Linked DNA regions of Mus musculus: all the other regions are linked to region 1. The links are chromatin contacts, called in public ChIA-PET and promoter capture Hi-C maps. All regions are on one chromosome and are shown on one strand. The core of a region is the stretch at or near the end of the contact, and the rest is flanking DNA. Distances in the headings are between cores, read along the strand shown. Region 1 holds the start of Zfp963 (zinc finger protein 963). Region 2 holds the start of Klhl26 (kelch-like 26). Region 3 holds the start of Upf1 (UPF1 regulator of nonsense transcripts homolog (yeast)). Region 4 holds the start of Lzts1 (leucine zipper, putative tumor suppressor 1). Region 5 holds the start of Cope (coatomer protein complex, subunit epsilon). Region 6 holds the start of Homer3 (homer scaffolding protein 3).

Region 1 (2,716 bases), core at 158-2,657:
AAAAAAATCTTCTTGAATACAAGATTAACACAAGAAGTCCATCTTCCAGTATAATAGCAATGAGCAACTGAATGGTTAGCAATTTCCCCGAGTATGTAGCACCACAGCTCAAAGGAGACACAAAGAGAAGCATATACTAAATTTCACAAAGATCCTTGGATGAAGATAAATTTCTTTTTCAAAAATGAATCAAGCCAGGCACGGTGGCACAGGTCTTTAATTCCAGCACTTGGGAGTCAGAGACGAGGGATCTCTGTGAACTCAAGGCCAGCCTGAGCTACATGGCAAATTCCCATACAGCCAGGAATACATAGAGCAGTCACTCTAAACCTTCCTAACGCTGCGGCCCTTTGATACATTTCCTCATGTTGAGGTGACTCCCAACCAAAAAATTATTTTTGTTGCTATGTTATAATTGTAATGTTGTAACTGAGCAGTATCTCAGTTCCTAAAGCCATTGGGAATTAGTGTTTTCTGATTGTCTTAACCGAAAGGTAAAGAACCACTGACACAGAGAGATCCAGTGTCCAGAAAAAAGAAAAAAAAAATCAAATAAGAATATGCACTGGCCTAGTAAATAGAAGACAACACCAAGATGTTGCTTTCCTCAATTTACACTATAAATTCAAAACACAATCCCAACAAGAATGCTAACATCTTGTGTAACAGCAGAAAGCCGTTCTAAGGTTTATATGTAAAGGGGGAAAAAAAACCCTCAACGTTCCAGACAATTCTAAATAAATAGTACACAAATAAAAGATTTTATCTTTACAAAGAAATTTAATGATCATAATAGTGTACGAATATTTGGAAACTAATTTATCTACAAAACAGTATAAAAAAAGAACCTCACAAAATAGTCAATGTTCTTTTAAAAGAGCAAATTAAACTCAGGAGAGTAATTGTCTTCACAAATACTATCCAACATAGGCATAAATAAGCAAAAACTTAAGAGTTTACAACTCCCACAAAAGTATTTCAAAGTGGACTCTCCACCAATATGTGAAGACAACTCAGGGGAACCGGCAGGACCTTGAGTTCAGCAAACAGCCTCAGGGTACAACACAAAAACCACTTCGTGGCCGTGACGTCACCGACACGGAGGGCGGGGCCTCCCCTGCGGCGCCCTGAGCTCTGCGCAGACGCGGCCGAAGGGCGGAGCGACACAGCCGCAGCGACCTAGTCGCCGCCAACCGCAGCGGGCCTAACGCCGCACAAGCGAAGAGCTACCGATAGCTGCCACTCCTCTCCACCTGGGACAGCGGCCCTGCGCTCACCATGTCGCGGCTTCCGAGCTGCCCGTGCTCCCCTCACAGCGGCGGCCACAGCGCAGCACACGCACCCACGGGGCCTCCCTGAGCCACGGAGTTCAGTCTACAACACGGCGGACAGAGAAAATCCGCCTCCCACTGCCCTACCTCGCTCTTGATTGAGTGGTGTAAGCTTGAAGGCCCTGATTGGCTAGGTCCGCCCAGCGACTGCTGATTGACAGCAGGAGCTGAAGTGATGACCAGGCAGTCTCTGCCCTGGACTGCCTGCCTTTTACTCCAGCATATGGTCAGGAGAATTTACATTGACGCAGAACTTGTTCTTGTTCTTGGAGAGCTGGGCCCTGCTGTCTCAGTGAACTCGGCAAGCACTTCCTAGTCTAACAGGGTACCAGATGGTTCTCGTAAGCAGTCCAGTTACCAACTCAGTGTCTAATACAATGGCCCCTGTGCCTCAGACCTAGGAGGCCAGTCAGACCACTCTGGTTCCAGTTGATACTGAGAGGTTGAGAGCACATGCTGCTCTTCAGAGGACCCAAGTTCAATTTCCAGAACCCACATCGGGTGACTCCAAACTGTCTGCAAATACGGCTGCTTAGAGAACCCAGGACCACCAGTCCAGGGATGGCCCCAGCCACAATGGGCTTTCCCCCCATTAATCTCTAATTTTTAAAAATGACCTCACAGGCTTGCTTACAGCCCAAGCTCATGGAGACATTTTCAATTGAGGCTCCCCACTCTGATGACTCAAGCTTGTGTCAAATTGACATAAAACTAGCCTGCACAAATAAACATACCCAATGCAAACAAACAGACAAAATTAGAGTTGATAAAAAAAAAAACAGGAGCTGGAGAGATCGCTCAGTGATTAAGGGCACTTGCCTGACATAGTTACATTTCTGTTGCTATGATAAAACTTCATGATTGAAGTGACTTATAAAACAGTTTAACCAGGCTTAGAGGTGCAGTGTGTAACAGTCCATGCTGGTATTGTTAAGGCTTGGCCACAGGCTGAGGACTCACACCTTAATCCACTGAGAATGGCACAAGTCTTTTAAAACCTCGAAGACCACCTCCACCACCAAGGCTGCACCCAATTCTTCCCAAACAGTTCCATCACTGGGGACCAAACACTGAAACATGGCCTATGGAAGCCATTCTCATTCAAACCACCTCCTTCCACTCCCTGGCCCCCATAGACCATACTATAATGCAAAATGCATTTGGTTCTCCGTCAAAAGTCCCCATAGACTTTCACAGTCTCAACATTATTTAAAGGTCCAAATATCTTCTAAGGCTCAAGACAATTCTCTCCTTGGCGGATGTCTCATGGCTCTAGGATCTCCACTGAAATCCAGGTTTGAATTCCAAAATGACTCACAATAGCTTCTCAGTACCTTCCATGCAGGGACTACACTGCCATACACTCTCCATAGTTACAGACTTGA
Region 2 (2,716 bases), core at 125-2,624, 730 kb after region 1:
TCAGGGCAGGGGTTCCTGGCTCTGGGTTAATGTGAAAATGGAGGGTGTGAGTGCTCCCTAAGAGAGTTCCCTAAGACCGGTAGGTGCTCTTCCCCTGAGACTCCAGATCAATTCACAAAAATGTATTGCAACAGAAAGTTTTTGAGTTCAAGGTTGGCCTATGCTATACAAATCAGTCACTATCTTAAAAATAGGATGGGTAGAGGGCAGGCATATGACCCAGTAGTAGAGTCCTCACCTAGCATGCACCACAGGAATAGAGATGCATGCCTGTCATCTTGATCATTCGGGTTGAGGAAAGATAACCAGCAGTTTGATGTTATCCTCAGCTATATGGCATCTGTGAGACCAGCTATAAGATTCCTTGTCTTGAAAAACCAAAATAAAACAAATATTTAAAAATACTTGCCATCTTTATGCAAATTCCCAAGTTCAAGGAACCCACCTTCAGAGTTGACCAGGAAAAAGGGTGACCTCATTTAACTAAAAGGGGTGAACGTGGACCCAATATCTGAGGGCAAGACCTCCAATTCAAACGTTTAGAGTGAGGGGAGGGGTATTTAAACCCTATGAAGGGTGGAAGGAAGGGGGTCTTAAAGAAAGACCCTATACTCTTGAGTATCTTCTCTCACAGTGCTCAAACTCCACAAATACATCCCGACCTCTCACAGTCCCTGAGACTCCCTGGCCATCATGATGGATCTGCTGGGGCCCCCAAGGTTGCCTCAGTGTCCCCTCACGGCATGCCCAAGTCCCTTGTTCACCTATCAAGCCCCTAGACAATTTTCTGACAAATAGAACCTGTTGAGGTCTCCCAGTGGCCTCAGTGTCTCCCAGACATGTCCAGGCCCCTAGGTGACTGGCCTCAGTGTCTCCCCAGACATGTCCAGGCCCCTAGGTGACTGGCCTCAGTGTCTTCCTCAGACATGTCCAGGCTCCTAGGTGACTGGCCTCAGTGTTCCCCTCCAGACATGCCTAGGCCTCTTGTTCCCTGCCATCAGGACCTGTGGAGGTAACCAGGTGGTCTCAGTGCTCCCTTCACGAACGCCTCGGCTCCCTCCCGGGCCCCAGGGTCCTTGTGGAGCTTCCCACGTCACCTTCCCCGAACCCCTTCAGCCCCGGGCTCGCAGCTCCCAGGAAGCCGGGCCTCAGCCTGCCCTCAGGCCTACGCCATAGCTCAGGACCTTAACGACAGGGACTCGGAACGTCCACGCCCCCGGCGGCCCCGGGTCGGCCCCGCCCGAGCCAAGTGGTGCATGCCAACAGAGGCGTAGGACTCACCTGCTCGGGCGCTCGGGGCTCTGACTAGAGCCGCTGCTGCCACCGGACTCCGCCATCTTCCGCCGCGCGCCCGAGCGATGGGGCGGCGCGCTGATCGGGAGATCGGGGCCCGGGGCAGCGGGCGGAGCCGCTGAGAAGGAGGGAGGGACTCGAGTGGTGGGCGGAGCTTGGGATCAGGGGCGGGGCCTGAGGAGAGCAGGTCGGAGAAGAACATCGAGTAAGGCCAAAGAAAGTGAGGGGGAGGAGCCTGAAAGACCAGGGGCCAAAGAGGTAGGCGGGGATTGGGGCGGAGCCTTGAAGAGAAGTGGCGCTTAAAACCCTGGAGGCGTGCAATAAGAATTATAAGCATGGCCTAAGAGCGGACCTAAGGAAGATAGTACCTGAAGTGGGGGTAAGGGTTGAAGACGTCATGGCCCTCAGAAGGGAGGGGTCTGAGAAAGGTGATTCAAGCAGGACATGACCTAAAGAGGGGCGGGGCCTATGTAAAGGAGGGAAGAGACCTGTGGAAGAAAAGTTCTGTGGGAGAAAAGGTTGGCTCCAAGGTATGGTAGGGCCTGAGTTTGGAGAGGGGCGAGTCTTGGCTGTGGAGAGAGTGGCTGGAAGGCCTATGCGGGAAATGGAACCATGTTACTTCCCAACATAACCAGGAAGGGGAAGGCGGCCTGAGGGTCATTCTTGGTGTTAGATATATGCTGGACCAGAAGAAAAGTGGAGGAAGACTGGAGCCGCCCCTAGAGGAGGGAAGGAGCCCAGGATGATGATGGGAAGTGTCTAGCCCGAGAGGGGCGTGGTTAGCGGAGGGGTGAGGCAAAGGGTAGGTTGGGAGGGTCTTTTAATTAAGAGCAGAACTGCTGGGAACATATGCCTGGGATGGGAAGAGGGCCGAATCCACGTTCGGGAGGTGCCTGGGCGGGGCCAGGGCTGGGAGAAGGATCGGGACTTGGGCGGGGCTCATCATAATGAGGGGGCGGGTCTGGACTGCAAGAATGGGAGGGTTGGGGAAGAGCCTTGGTAGGAGATGTGGAACCTAAGTTGTGAAGGTCGTGCCATGAAGGGCGGGGCAAACAAGGTGTGGGCTAGGCGGCGCACAGATGTGGGCGTGGCTTATCTTTGGCAGAAGCGGGATGGCTCAGATGGCATGTTCTGATGAGTGAGGGAACAAAAGTCCCTGAGTGCACAGACCCTCTTCACTAGCATCCTGCCCCGAGCCATATCCCTTTCCCAGCCTGAACCCAACCCAACCCTCTGACTTCCAACCCTTTGCTTCAGCGTTTTCAGCATATAGTAAGCTCAGAACCTCCTACCTCAGGGCCCAATGCCACTCTCAAATCCCCATCCCTTCTGTATCTGCCCTCATACTCTAGCTCCCATTCCCGAAATCCCTGCCCACAGAGACACAAGCCAGCCTCCACACCCTCTACCTCAAGCACGCTAT
Region 3 (2,716 bases), core at 110-2,609, 600 kb after region 1:
GAAAAACAAACCGGCAGTCACCTCTCCATCCACAAAGTGGGCTATTTCCACTTGAGGCGACAAAACCCTGGCTCTGCTCCAGGGAACCCCTAACCCAAACTTGAACTTGAACCCTGGCTGGAGGGGGTGGTGGATGAAGTGGCAAAAGGGTGAGATGGGGTGGTTGGACTAGCCAAACAGGTGACCCTGGAGGGCAATGTGGGTCCGTCCAGAGGATAGCAACTGTGGACAGGTCACCTTAGACATACCTAGGAGGGGAGTGAGGGAAGCTCTGGCTTAAGCCTTGAGCCGAGCAGATCCTGCGCTACAGGAGGGACACTAATGCAGGTCACTGCCCAGCCTAGCAGGGTGGAGGAAAAAAGGACAGGTGGCAAGTAGCTGGGACAAGAGGCTGGGAATCAGAGAAGATGGTAGGTAGCTGGGTGGGCCAGAGCAGCAAGGACTAGGGCAGGTAGCAGGAACCTGAGTCAGGTGGCAATGACTGTGGCAGGTAGACCTGGAAGAGGTAGTTGGAATAGGGTGGAAGCAGAGATCTGGGAAAAGGGCAAGTAACGGGAACCAGATCTGGTAATAAGGTACCAGAGACCTAGGGCAGGTGGCGGGTACCTGGGCAGTTTAAACAAGAATCCAGGGTGGGTAACTGGAGCTGGCCAATAGGGACTTAATGTTTAAGGAGCCAGAGCAGGAAGCAGTTACCCAGGCTTGTTAACTGGACCTGAAGCCGGTAGCTCGGACCAGCGCCGTCTAACTGGGACCTGGCTCAGGTTCACAGGGGCCCAAGGCTGGTTAACTGGGATCTAGCGCCGCAGCTCCCGCGCCCGCCCGGCTTCCGGCGCCGCCATGCGCCGCTCAACTCACTTGTGCGTCGAGCTGGCCGGCCGCGCCGCCTGCGCCCGCTCCGCCCGGGCCTCCCGCGCCGCCGGGGCCGCCGGGGGGCGTCTGCGTCTGGCTGGGAAGGGTGAAGTCGGTGAATTCGAACTCGGAGCCCTGGGTGTCGGCGCCGAGCAGCTCGGCCTCCTCAGTGTCCAAGAAGGTGAGTGTTTGCGAGCTGGGGCCGTACGCCTCCACACTCATCCTGCCGCCCGGGCCGCGCCTTCAGCGGGCGCCTCACCGCACTCGAGCCCGAGGCTTCGGCTAGGCCTAGGCCGTAATCCGGAGTAGCCGCTGCCGCCGCCCTGAGAGCCGGGCGGGCTCCGAGTCGGCCTCCGAAAGCAGAGCCGGGCCGCCGGTTCTGAGCTCTGAGTTGCCGCCGCCGCCGCCGCCGCCGCCGCCGCCGCCGCCGCCGCCGCGCCCCTCCGTAACGCTGCTCGCCTCAAAGCCGACCGCCGCTCTCAGACCCCTGGACAGGAACCGCCGTCGCCGCCACCGCTGCGGTGCGCGTGCGCGAGCCGGACGCCGGCACAGATGCGCGTGCGCGAGTCCGACGCCGGCGCAGGCGCGCGCGTTCCTCCCGGAAAGTAGCCAACCGCACCGGAGCACTGGGAGCTAAGCGGGAGGGCGGAACTCGCCGTGCGCCTGCGCGAAGAGGCGGGCCTTCAACCGCCTAAAGGACCTGGGCTCGCGAACTTGGCCCCGCCCCAACTGCTGCCTAGCGGTGCGCATGCGCGCATGCGACGTCCTCACCTCCGGGCTTCAGGGCTGGATGTTCGTTAGGTGCTGATTGAGGCTCTCTCCAGAAGGTTTTGGGTGTGGAGCCTGTGGCACGGGGACCACGCACCTGCACTCCTTGAACCTTAGTTACCCCGTCTGTCACTTGGCTCGTGGCCATTCTCAGTATTCATCGATTGAATAAATGAGTAGGGAGCGGGGACTCTGCCAAATGGTAGTCACTGCTACCCCGAGCACTCCTGAAGCCTGTGAAGATAAATGCTTCTTTTGTCTTGCGATCAAGTCGCACTGGTCCGAGCTAGCCTGGGAATCGCTGAGAAGGGGTCAGGTCCCCTAGAACTAGTTATGAATGGATGTGAGCTCCTCTTGTAAGCGCTGGGTGCACAACTCTGAGCCATTTCTCCGGCCTGTTTTGGTTTTGATTGAGGGTCTCACACTGTAACCATGGTTGGTTTGGAATTCGGGGGAATCCTCCTGCCTCAAAGTGCCTGGTGGTGGGGTGACAGGTGTACATGCAATGTTGACCACGGAACTAAGGGCTCTTGTGTGCTAGGCAGAAGCTACCAACTGATGAGCATCCACAGCCAGCTGCGAGACTTAGAGAAACACTCCTCCCTGGGTTTCCTTCCCACTCTTCAGTGGAGGAAGTGTAAGTGTTGCAGCTCTGAAGGGAAAGGCATTCCCCCCACAGAAGTGTATCTGCTCTGCTTGGGCAGGGGGAGGGGTGGAGGTGGTTCCCCAAAGTGTTTCAGCTGTGCTCCAAAAGATCCTGGCAATTGGGAGCCAAGAAATAGAACAAAGTCACAGCACACAACAAACCTAACACGAGATTTATTGCGAGGGAAAAACCCAGGAGGGTGGCTGCCTCTGCTTGGGTGGATCTCCCAGTAAGGACACTCCTTAAAATCCAAGCACTCAGGAGTCGAAGGCAGGGAGATCTCTGTAACTCTGAGGCCAGCCTTGTCTACAGAGCGAAGTTCAGGACACCCAACATTACATCATCTCAAAACACACAAAAACAGATGCTGAGTGTAGAGGCGCAGTCTCCCAGGACTCTGGAGATGGAGACAGAGCAAGGATTCAAGGTCATCCTAAGTTGTATAGCAAG
Region 4 (2,716 bases), core at 142-2,641, 570 kb before region 1:
ACCTTGAAGACTCTTACCCCTGTAAACTCTAACTTGGATATTCATGTGCATACACCTTTCAAACACCTCCATTTTCCTTCTGTCTGCCTGCAGAAAATTGTTTCTGAACTTGAAGGAAGCTCAGGTTACAAATCCTCAAAATCCCTTACCAGCAGCCCCCCCCCCCCCCCCGTCAGGATCTGGGTTCTGGGAGAAGTGCATGCGGGCAGCTCATCTCTCTGTGATGGGCTGAGACTAGATTGTGTTTCCAGGGAGGAGAGACCCTCTGGTGGAGAAGTCTCGATGACAGCTACCCAGAACCCAGAGCCTGCTCCTCAGCAATCCAAGGAGCATGCAGAAAACCTGAGGGCAGAAGGCATGGTTCTTGGATCCCTAAACATCTCTAGTGCTTGGGAAATTGAGGACTGACAACCCGTGGGTGAGCAGAATGCTCACATGTGCCACAGTTTAATCCCTTCCACTTGGAGCAGGGAAGGGAAACATCACCTGGTCCGTGGTGTTTGGGTTTCTATTGCTGAGTGAAGCCAGGGCAGATGAGAAGCAAAAACAGAGGGGATCTGATTCCCTGTGGTGAATGAGAAAAAGGAGTGAACTGAGGTGTGTCAGTGTGTGTCTATGTGTCTGTCTACCTGTGTATTCGTCCAAGCTCATTCCTATTCCTTCCAGACACATGTACCTCCAAAGTTCCAGCCAGCAAGGTAAAGTTCACTAGCCAGTCGCCAGCAGCTGGATCCTCTGTCTGGGGCCCCAGTCTCTGTGGCCTCACTTCCTCACCTCTCATTTCTTCATCTCTACATTCATGTCACCTAATGCACGTCTCCAAGATGAAATTCAGGTTTACGAGAATCCCCGGTCTGACAGACAAAGACATAAGGATTGACTGATGCACACCATTTCCTTCCGGCTGGGGTCAGATTAGAAATACAATCAGTGACAGGGAAGAAGACTCCCCCACACCTACCACTGCCCTTCACCCCGATAGTTACATGTAGAAACAAAGACACCTAGACAGACGCGGACACAGACAGACAAAGACCGACAGACGAGCGGACTCACTCCCGGGAGTGGTATGCTGTAGAAAGCGAAGTCTTCCCTGTGTCTGGGCCGTCCGCAGAGCTGTAGACCCTGCACGAAGGAGGAACAGGACCCTGGGTACCCGTACCTTACCTGTCTGTCCTCCTCCGCCTTGGGGATAGCTGCAAATGGCTGCAGATTTTGATTTTTCGGTGTATTTTGTGCAGTGCCCCTTTCTCTTTTTCTGGAGGGCTCCTAGAGCCGGCGGATCCCGCGTCGCTCAAGTCACACTCCCAGGAGCAGCAGAAAGACAGAGAAACTTTCGGACTGTGAGCTTGTCGGAGCCTCCCAGAGCCCGCCAGCTCGTCCGGGCGCTCTGGCCCTTGCGCTGGGTCCCTGGCCGCCGGCGGGGCGGGGTGGGGCGGGGCACGAGTGGGGCGGGGCCAGAGTCAACGACATTCATTGGCCCGCACTGCCTGCACCCTGTCCTGCTCTCTCCCCGGCCTTTGTTCCAGACTGACAGCTGGGGTTGCTCCGACCTCCTGGCTCCTCTGTGCCCAAAGCCCGCGCCGGTCAGGCTCGCAGTTTCTTAGCTCTCGTTTCATCACACTCGGGGGTTCCTGTCTGTTCAGCCTTTCTCTATCTTTCCTCATCTTCCACTGTCTCCTCGTTCTTGCTTTCTCTGTCTGCATTCTATTCGCCTTTGCATTTTCTTTACCCATTTTCTGCATTCCCTTCTTCTTTGCTACCTCTGCCTCTTACCGGTGATTTCTCCAGCCCAACTCCCAGCCACAACCCCAGCAAAAGGTTGAGTTTCTTGGTTTAAGGACCAAACTAACGGTCTAGAGGGGTTATGAGGGTATTGCTTCACCTTGCTGCGATTATAGACCAGAGAGCCCAGAGCCTCCTGACTTCAGTCCTCAAAAAGATCCAATTAAATTTTGACACTTCAGAAGCCTGAGTGATGCTAGCCAGTAATCCCAGGGACTTGAGAGAGGCTGAAACAGGAGAATTAAAAATTCAAGTCCTGCCTGGAGCACCGAAGTGTAACCTTGTTTCAAAATATAAAGTAGAAATATATAGGCAGGGCGGGCTGGATAATTAGCTCAGAGATAAAGGTTGTGGCCTTAATTTCGATCCCCAGCAGTAAAAGCATCAGCCATCCACCCACTTTTCACCACCTATCTGAGGGTACACTGAGGGTAAGATAGTGAAAAGCAGGCCAGTCTGAAGGCAGAGGCGCTGTCCAGAAATTGCCAGCTTTGCCCTGAAAGGGGCAGGTTAAGGGAAGGAGAGTAGGGATCACTAATAGCATGACTGAATCAGAGTCTTTCTGACACTCTCCTGCCCCAAACCTCTGCTGCTCCCTCCTGCTTTTGACCCTAGATTAATTTAAAGCTTTATTTAATTATGTAATTCTAGCTTCCTGAACACTAAAGAGGGAAAATAAATAGCCAGCCAGCCTGTAATCCCAGCACCTGGGAGACCTGGGAGACTGAGACAGGAGAGTTTATGCCAGACGTCTCTCTATCTATACGTTCCCCAGTTCCAGTTCCGAGTTCCATCCTTACTCCCACCTCTAACCACCACAGGCAGAATGATGCCTCTTTTGATGGAAGCCTTTTCTTCTTTCTGTGCCCCACTCATTGACTTGGTATAAGCATGTCTTCTCAGAGGTGTCTCAGGAATTTTGGTGAATAGG
Region 5 (2,716 bases), core at 56-2,555, 550 kb after region 1:
ATACAGAGAAACCCTGTCTCAAAAAAACAAAAAAACAAGGGAAAAAAAAAAGAAAGAAAAGAGAATAGAAGAGAGGCAGCCTCAAGACCCAAACTATTCATTAGAGAAGACTTGGGGCCCCAATGGACCAATGGGATGGGGAATTTGGGGAGGGGAAAAGCCCTGCAGGTCTATGGAAGAAAAGGTCAGGAATTTCCCATATTTGGGGAAAGGCTTCAAAAACTTGCTTGAAATCACCACACCAGCTATTTTTGCCTTTTCTCTATGCTGGTACCCCTTTCTCCAGAATTGAATATTTAAAACTGTTTCATTTCCACTAGTCCCTTGAACGTGTTATTATCTAATTTCCAACAATTATTATAATTGCTTGTTTGAAACAAATTTTCAGGTAGCCCAGGCTGGTCTGCAACTTGCTACCAAACTGAGGATCACCTTGAACTCCTGATCCTCTTGCTTCCACCTGCTCAGTATTGAGATGACTGAGAGTCACCACGTCCGGCTCCAAGGACGCCTCTTTAATGGCAAAAGTGAACTGGGTCGAAGAGCACTGACACAAACACGGAGCATTGGTTTTTACCTGGAGTTTGACGGCTTCTACGTCAAAGCCAGCTCTACCCTTTTTTTTTTTCAGTGCCATGTTTTAGTCATTCACCGATCTCTCCCTATGCTCGGGTGCTACGAAAACTTAAGAGGTGCCACCCATCACCTGTGTGATAATGAACACGAGTCGGTCGCAGCGTAAATGTCAATGCTGCGGGTCAGGGTCCCCGAAACACTCAATGCTGTCCTGATTCCTGGAACCCAAGTGGGGCTAAGGAAGAGCGGGCAAAGAAAGGCATTAAAAGAAAGGCGAGAACTCACCTTCCAGGATGGCCGGAATGCACCCGAGCTGCACCGGCGTGGGCTGCTTCAACCCCAGCTGTCGACACTGTTCTACCAGCCACGACGACAACCCGATCTCAGCGAACCCCGCCATGCTCCAGACCCGGGCAGAGAACCTAGAAATGAGTGCTTCCGGCGCGTGAATGCTACGTCACGTCCACCCCGGCGCAGTCCGGCCTGGAAAAGTTGTGAGAGGACGTTGGCGGAGGAATGTGACGTCACGGAGAGACCCTCTCCAGATCCTTCAACCAATCCGAGCTTTGACCGCTTTTCAGTGTTTTGGTTCTGAAGGCCTTGTGTTTGTTGACGGAATCCGAACTATAGTTCTCGGGAGGCTTTGCAAGGTTTCTTTTTCATCGCCTCTGATTTGTCCCATAGAACTACGTTTCCCAGAGTTCCTGACGACGGGGACCTGCTTCCGGCCTACGTGTCCCAGAAGAAGGTTGGTTAGAGGTGCGGTGACATGGCTCCTCCGGTTCCTGGCGCGGTCTCTGGCGGCTCCGGAGAGGTAGATGAGCTGTTCGACGTGAAGAACGCTTTCTACATCGGCAGCTACCAGCAGTGCATCAACGAGGCTCAGCGCGTGAAGGTGGGCAGCGTGCGGAGCAGCTTCCGGCGCGCTCTGAGGTTCTGGTCCGAGGACTCGGTTTCTCTTATAATTAGGGATGGTTTTCAATTTACTCTGTAACCGAGGCTAACCTTGAGGTCCTGCGCCTCCAGTCTTCACCCCTCCAGTGCTAGGATGACAGGTGTGCACCCCTGTGCCAAGCTTCCAACTTTCTGGTGGTTGATTGACAGGGGCTCACTTTATAGCCCAGGCTGACCTGAAGTCAGGGTAATGGTGAGGTGACAGGTGTGCGCCACTAGCTCCATCATAAAACCTCTTACTGTTTCGTTTTTAAACCCCCCCCGCCCCCCTTTTTTAAGTGTCTAAAGTCAGGCATCATGGTGCACGCCTTCTATTCCAGCACTTGGGAGGCTGATCTCTGTAAGTTTAGGGTCAGCCTGATCTTCATAAGCAGTTCTAGGTCAGTTCGGGTAATACTGTAATCTGTCTTAATAATAGTCCTAAACCGGAGGTAGCTTGGTGTGCCTTAAATCCCAGCACCCAGAGGCAGAGGCAGTCAAGTCTCTGAGTTTTGGACCACTCTGATCTACATAGCGACTTCCAGGACAGCCAGGGTGCTACAGAAAAACCCCGTCTTGAACTGTACCCTCCTCGCCTCCCCCACTCCCCCCAAAAGGGAAGTTTGGTTATAAAAGAAGACAGTCTCCTTTAGCCCAGGCTGGCCTCAGACTCCCCATGTTGCTGAAGAGCACTGAATTCCTGATGGCCATGCCTGCTCTCTGGAGTGCTGGGATCATAGTGTGCACAGCCAAAGCACAGCTTCGATGCAAATGCTCCACAGGCTAAATCCTTGCCCTGGTTTTGTTTTATGTTTTAAGCAGCTTCATATAGCCCAGGCTGTCCCTAGATGTAGCAGTCTTGTCTCAGCCTCCCAGATGCAGGATGACAGGCCTGTGCCACAATGCTCAGCTTGTCTTTAGTTCATTAAAGATGTGACCCGTGTTTGCAACAGCCTGTGTGTGTTGTTGACAGAATCACCTGTCACTCATTCTTCACTGTGCACTCGTGGAAAACAGCATTCCTGCTGGGCTCAGTAAGGGATGGAGTTGGTGGAACTACAGGCTTTCTAGGTATAGTAGCCTTGGCAACAGAGGCAGCACAGAGAGCCAGGAAATGGCAGAATGGGTGTAGAAAGTGGTGGTCTTAGACTTGCCTGTTTTGAATGTGAAACAGAGTCAGGGCTGTGATGGGCTGGGGCATGGCTCA
Region 6 (2,716 bases), core at 91-2,590, 530 kb after region 1:
CCTTGGAAAGGAGCACATTCCTGGGAGGGCGAGGGAGAGAAACTCGCCTGGCCTGAGAATATCTTCACTGAAAGTTAGCCACCTGCTCAGATCCCAGCAGACACCAGAGGGCTTGAGAAGAGAAAAAAATATATATCTGACATAAGAAATGCAAAGCTGAGAACCACAGACTCTGATTCGGACACAGCCATTTGTCCCCAGAACACGGAAACCCTTGCAGAAATTTCTAGAAAAGTGCAGCAAGGGATTTGCCACAGGGCTAGGGACCCACTGGCAGATAGGTGATCCCCTGAAGGATCCTCGGCGGGCTGCTGTGGCTGTGGACAGAGGCAGGACTCAGCCTACAGAGCTGCAGGGAGTTTGTCCATTTCATTGGAAGACAACACTAAGAGGACACTTGGATCCTAAGACTCTGTAACAATAACCTAGTTACTCCCAGAATTTATTTTTGAAAGTCAGGGTCTCACTATGTGGCCCTAGATGGCTTAGAACTCACTATATAGACCAATCTAGCCTAGAATTCACAGAGATTTGCCTGCTTGTTCTTTTCGTGGGAATTAGGATGGAGCCCAGGGCACCACAGACGCTTGACGAGGGCGTTACACACTGATTTGCAGTCCCACCCCCACCTTCGTTTTGGGGAGCTGGGCTCAAGCTGTCTTCATGCTTCAGTTGCTGAGGGTCCAGGAACTTTTTCTTTTCGAAGAAGCCACATGAAGACTCAGGGCCACCCTTGGTAGGAGGCAGGAAAGCGAAGGGTCGTTGTCCACCCATTTTCCGTGTTTCTCCCTATCTCTGGGTCACCAGATCACACTCCAGGACTTCTGCCTCTGTCTTCACACCCTGGCCCGCTACCACCCATCTAACACCCACACTTTTGTCTTCTCAGCCTTCAGCCCATCAGTCCAATGCTCTGCCCCAAGGCCGATCCAGACAGACCCTCCTCTTCCACCCCTCTCCCCACCCCGCTGTCTTTGTCCGCAGTCACCTTCTGTCTCTCTCCGCTGCCCTCCTGGATCCCTCCCCTCTGTCCAGTACTCTGCCTGATCCTAGGCCCCTGCCCTTAATCCCTCTGATCCCAGCCCCAGACTTTATGGGCCCCTCCCCCTCCTTCAAAAGCCACGCCCTCCCCACTTCCTTCAGTTGCCTCCCACTGGGTCCCCCCTTCAGAAGTTCCTCCTCTTGACCTCCTGGTGCCCTCCCCTTCCTCTGCCCTTTCACCCCGCCCAACTCCCCCCTCCATGTCCGCCCTCCTCTTCTTCCCTCTCGGGGTCCCCTCCCTCTTCCCCGCCCTCCGTAGCTGGCCAGCAGGGGGCGCTGGGCAGAGGCGGGGCGGCGCGGGGACTGGCCGCGATGGGACCGGAGGCGGCGCAGACAAAGGCGCGGGCGGCGCGGGGCGCGCGGAGGGCGCGGGCCGGAGGCTGCAGCGACGACGACGCGGGGTGAGCCAGACAGGGGGACCCCAGCTTCCGAGGCACAATCAGGGAGTCGGGGGCGCAGGAAACGCAGACGGTTTCCAAAGTTGCGGACTGTGAGGCGGGGCCCAGGAGCTGCGGGGTGCAGGCTGAGGGGTTGGGATCCTGGGGTGCCGGCTAGGGGGCCGGCTCAGGTGCTGGCTGGGGCGCGGGGCGCGTCTTCACCGGGTTCCTCAGCCGAGGTCCGGGTGTTGGGGACGCCGCATCGCGAGGCTCCGCCACTTAGAAGTTGCGGGTCAGCGGCTCCCGTAGTTGCCCTCACGAGCTGCCCTGGAGGGAGTGGGAACCGGTGCCAAATGGGAAGCCGGCGTGGGGCTCCTGGCAGGGTCCCCGCCGCGCGCGATCGCGGTTCTCCGCCCCGCGCCTCTGCTCCAAGGCGCGTGACTACTCAGTGAGTAACTTTTCCTGATGGTGGCAAGTCCAGGCAGGAGTGGTCCGACCGGAAGGGCCTGGGTTCGGGGACCCCTTTCCCCCAATCTCCGCCAGTTCCATTAGCGTCTCTGACTGGACAACCCCCCTACCCTCCCTCTGTATGGGAACTTAGGTTTCGCAGCTTCCCAAGACAGCTTGGAGGGGCCCTGACCTCAGACCCCGGGTCTTGACCTCCCGCACCCGCAGGACCCTCCTTCTCCTCCAATCTCCTTAGTTGAAATTTGGGGGACTTAGGAGAATGACAGGTGCAAGCGTTCATAGGAGGCTGGGGAGCTCCGTTCTCCCGGTCCTGTTCCCTGTTCACATGGTGGGGACTAGGATGAACCGCTGTGTGCAATGCGTGCTTGTGTGTGTGTGTGTGCCTGTGCGTTGAGACATGGTCCCACTCTGTAGCCCAGGTTGGCTTCAAAGTCTCCTCATTCTCCCCAGTGCTGGTGCCACCATACCAGGCTTTCATTTTTTCCTTTTAAGTAAGCTCCCTGGAGACTCAGACACAGAGTTATCTGGGCTAAGTGGTCCTTTCTCTCTCTCTCCTCTCTCTCTCTCTCTCTCTCTCTCTCTCTCTCTCTCTCTCTCTCTCTCTCTCTCTCTCTCTCTCTCTCTCTCTCTCTCTCTCTCTCCTCTCTCTCTCTCTCCCTCCCTCCCTCCCTCCCTCCCTCCCTTCCTTCCTAGAGTTATTTATTTTATTTATACAAGTACACTGTAGCTGTCTTCAGACACATCAGAACAGGGCATCCAATCCCATTACAGATGGCTATGAGCCACTATGTGGTTGCTGGGAATTGAACTCAGGACCTCTGGAAGAGCAG

The links. Promoter capture Hi-C pulls out the DNA fragments that hold promoters and counts their contacts. ChIA-PET counts read pairs in DNA pulled down with a chosen protein or histone mark.
Region 2: a contact with region 1 is called in a promoter capture Hi-C map of pre-B cells, with 4 times the contacts expected there. The contact joins the promoter of Klhl26 here to the promoter of Zfp963 in region 1. A contact is called at or near these places in 2 of 39 promoter capture datasets (liver and pre-B cells) and 1 of 115 datasets of contacts at active chromatin or transcription factors (pancreatic cancer cells).
Region 3: a promoter capture Hi-C map of pre-B cells shows a contact between it and region 1, with 2.4 times the contacts expected there. The contact joins the promoter of Upf1 here to the promoter of Zfp963 in region 1. A contact is called at or near these places in 2 of 39 promoter capture datasets (liver and pre-B cells).
Region 4: a contact with region 1 is called in a promoter capture Hi-C map of cranial neural crest. The contact joins the promoter of Lzts1 here to the promoter of Zfp963 in region 1. A contact is called at or near these places in 4 of 39 promoter capture datasets (the C10 cell line, cranial neural crest, hippocampal neurons and 1 more).
Region 5: a contact with region 1 is called in a promoter capture Hi-C map of pre-B cells, with 5 times the contacts expected there. The contact joins the promoter of Cope here to the promoter of Zfp963 in region 1. A contact is called at or near these places in 1 of 39 promoter capture datasets (pre-B cells), 1 of 484 Hi-C or Micro-C datasets (CD4 T cells) and 1 of 115 datasets of contacts at active chromatin or transcription factors (memory CD8 T cells).
Region 6: an RNA polymerase II ChIA-PET map of memory CD8 T cells shows a contact between it and region 1, with 7 read pairs. The contact joins the promoter of Homer3 here to the promoter of Zfp963 in region 1.

The regions. Positions count from the first base shown.
Region 1 is chr8:69,748,555-69,751,270 of GRCm38.p6, forward strand. It overlaps Zfp963 (zinc finger protein 963), which reads right to left and starts at 1,408. Exons shown (of 4, transcript NM_001200023.1): 1 at 1,278-1,408. The coding sequence starts at 1,280.
Region 2 is chr8:70,475,569-70,478,284 of GRCm38.p6, forward strand. It overlaps Klhl26 (kelch-like 26), which reads right to left and starts at 1,375. Exons shown (of 3, transcript NM_178771.3): 1 at 1,282-1,375. The coding sequence starts at 1,337.
Region 3 is chr8:70,351,920-70,354,635 of GRCm38.p6, forward strand. Upf1 (UPF1 regulator of nonsense transcripts homolog (yeast)) reads right to left here and starts at 1,360. Exons shown (of 24, transcript NM_030680.3): 1 at 859-1,360. The coding sequence starts at 1,074.
Region 4 is chr8:69,182,807-69,185,522 of GRCm38.p6, forward strand. Lzts1 (leucine zipper, putative tumor suppressor 1) reads right to left here and starts at 1,392. Exons shown (of 4, transcript NM_001370971.1): 1 at 1,168-1,392.
Region 5 is chr8:70,301,462-70,304,177 of GRCm38.p6, forward strand. Cope (coatomer protein complex, subunit epsilon) reads left to right here and starts at 1,306. Exons shown (of 10, transcript NM_021538.2): 1 at 1,306-1,471. The coding sequence starts at 1,346. Ddx49 (DEAD box helicase 49) reads right to left here and starts at 991. Exons shown (of 13, transcript NM_001024922.2): 1 at 862-991. The coding sequence starts at 976.
Region 6 is chr8:70,281,659-70,284,374 of GRCm38.p6, forward strand. It overlaps Homer3 (homer scaffolding protein 3), which reads left to right and starts at 1,341. Exons shown (of 10, transcript NM_001146153.1): 1 at 1,341-1,442.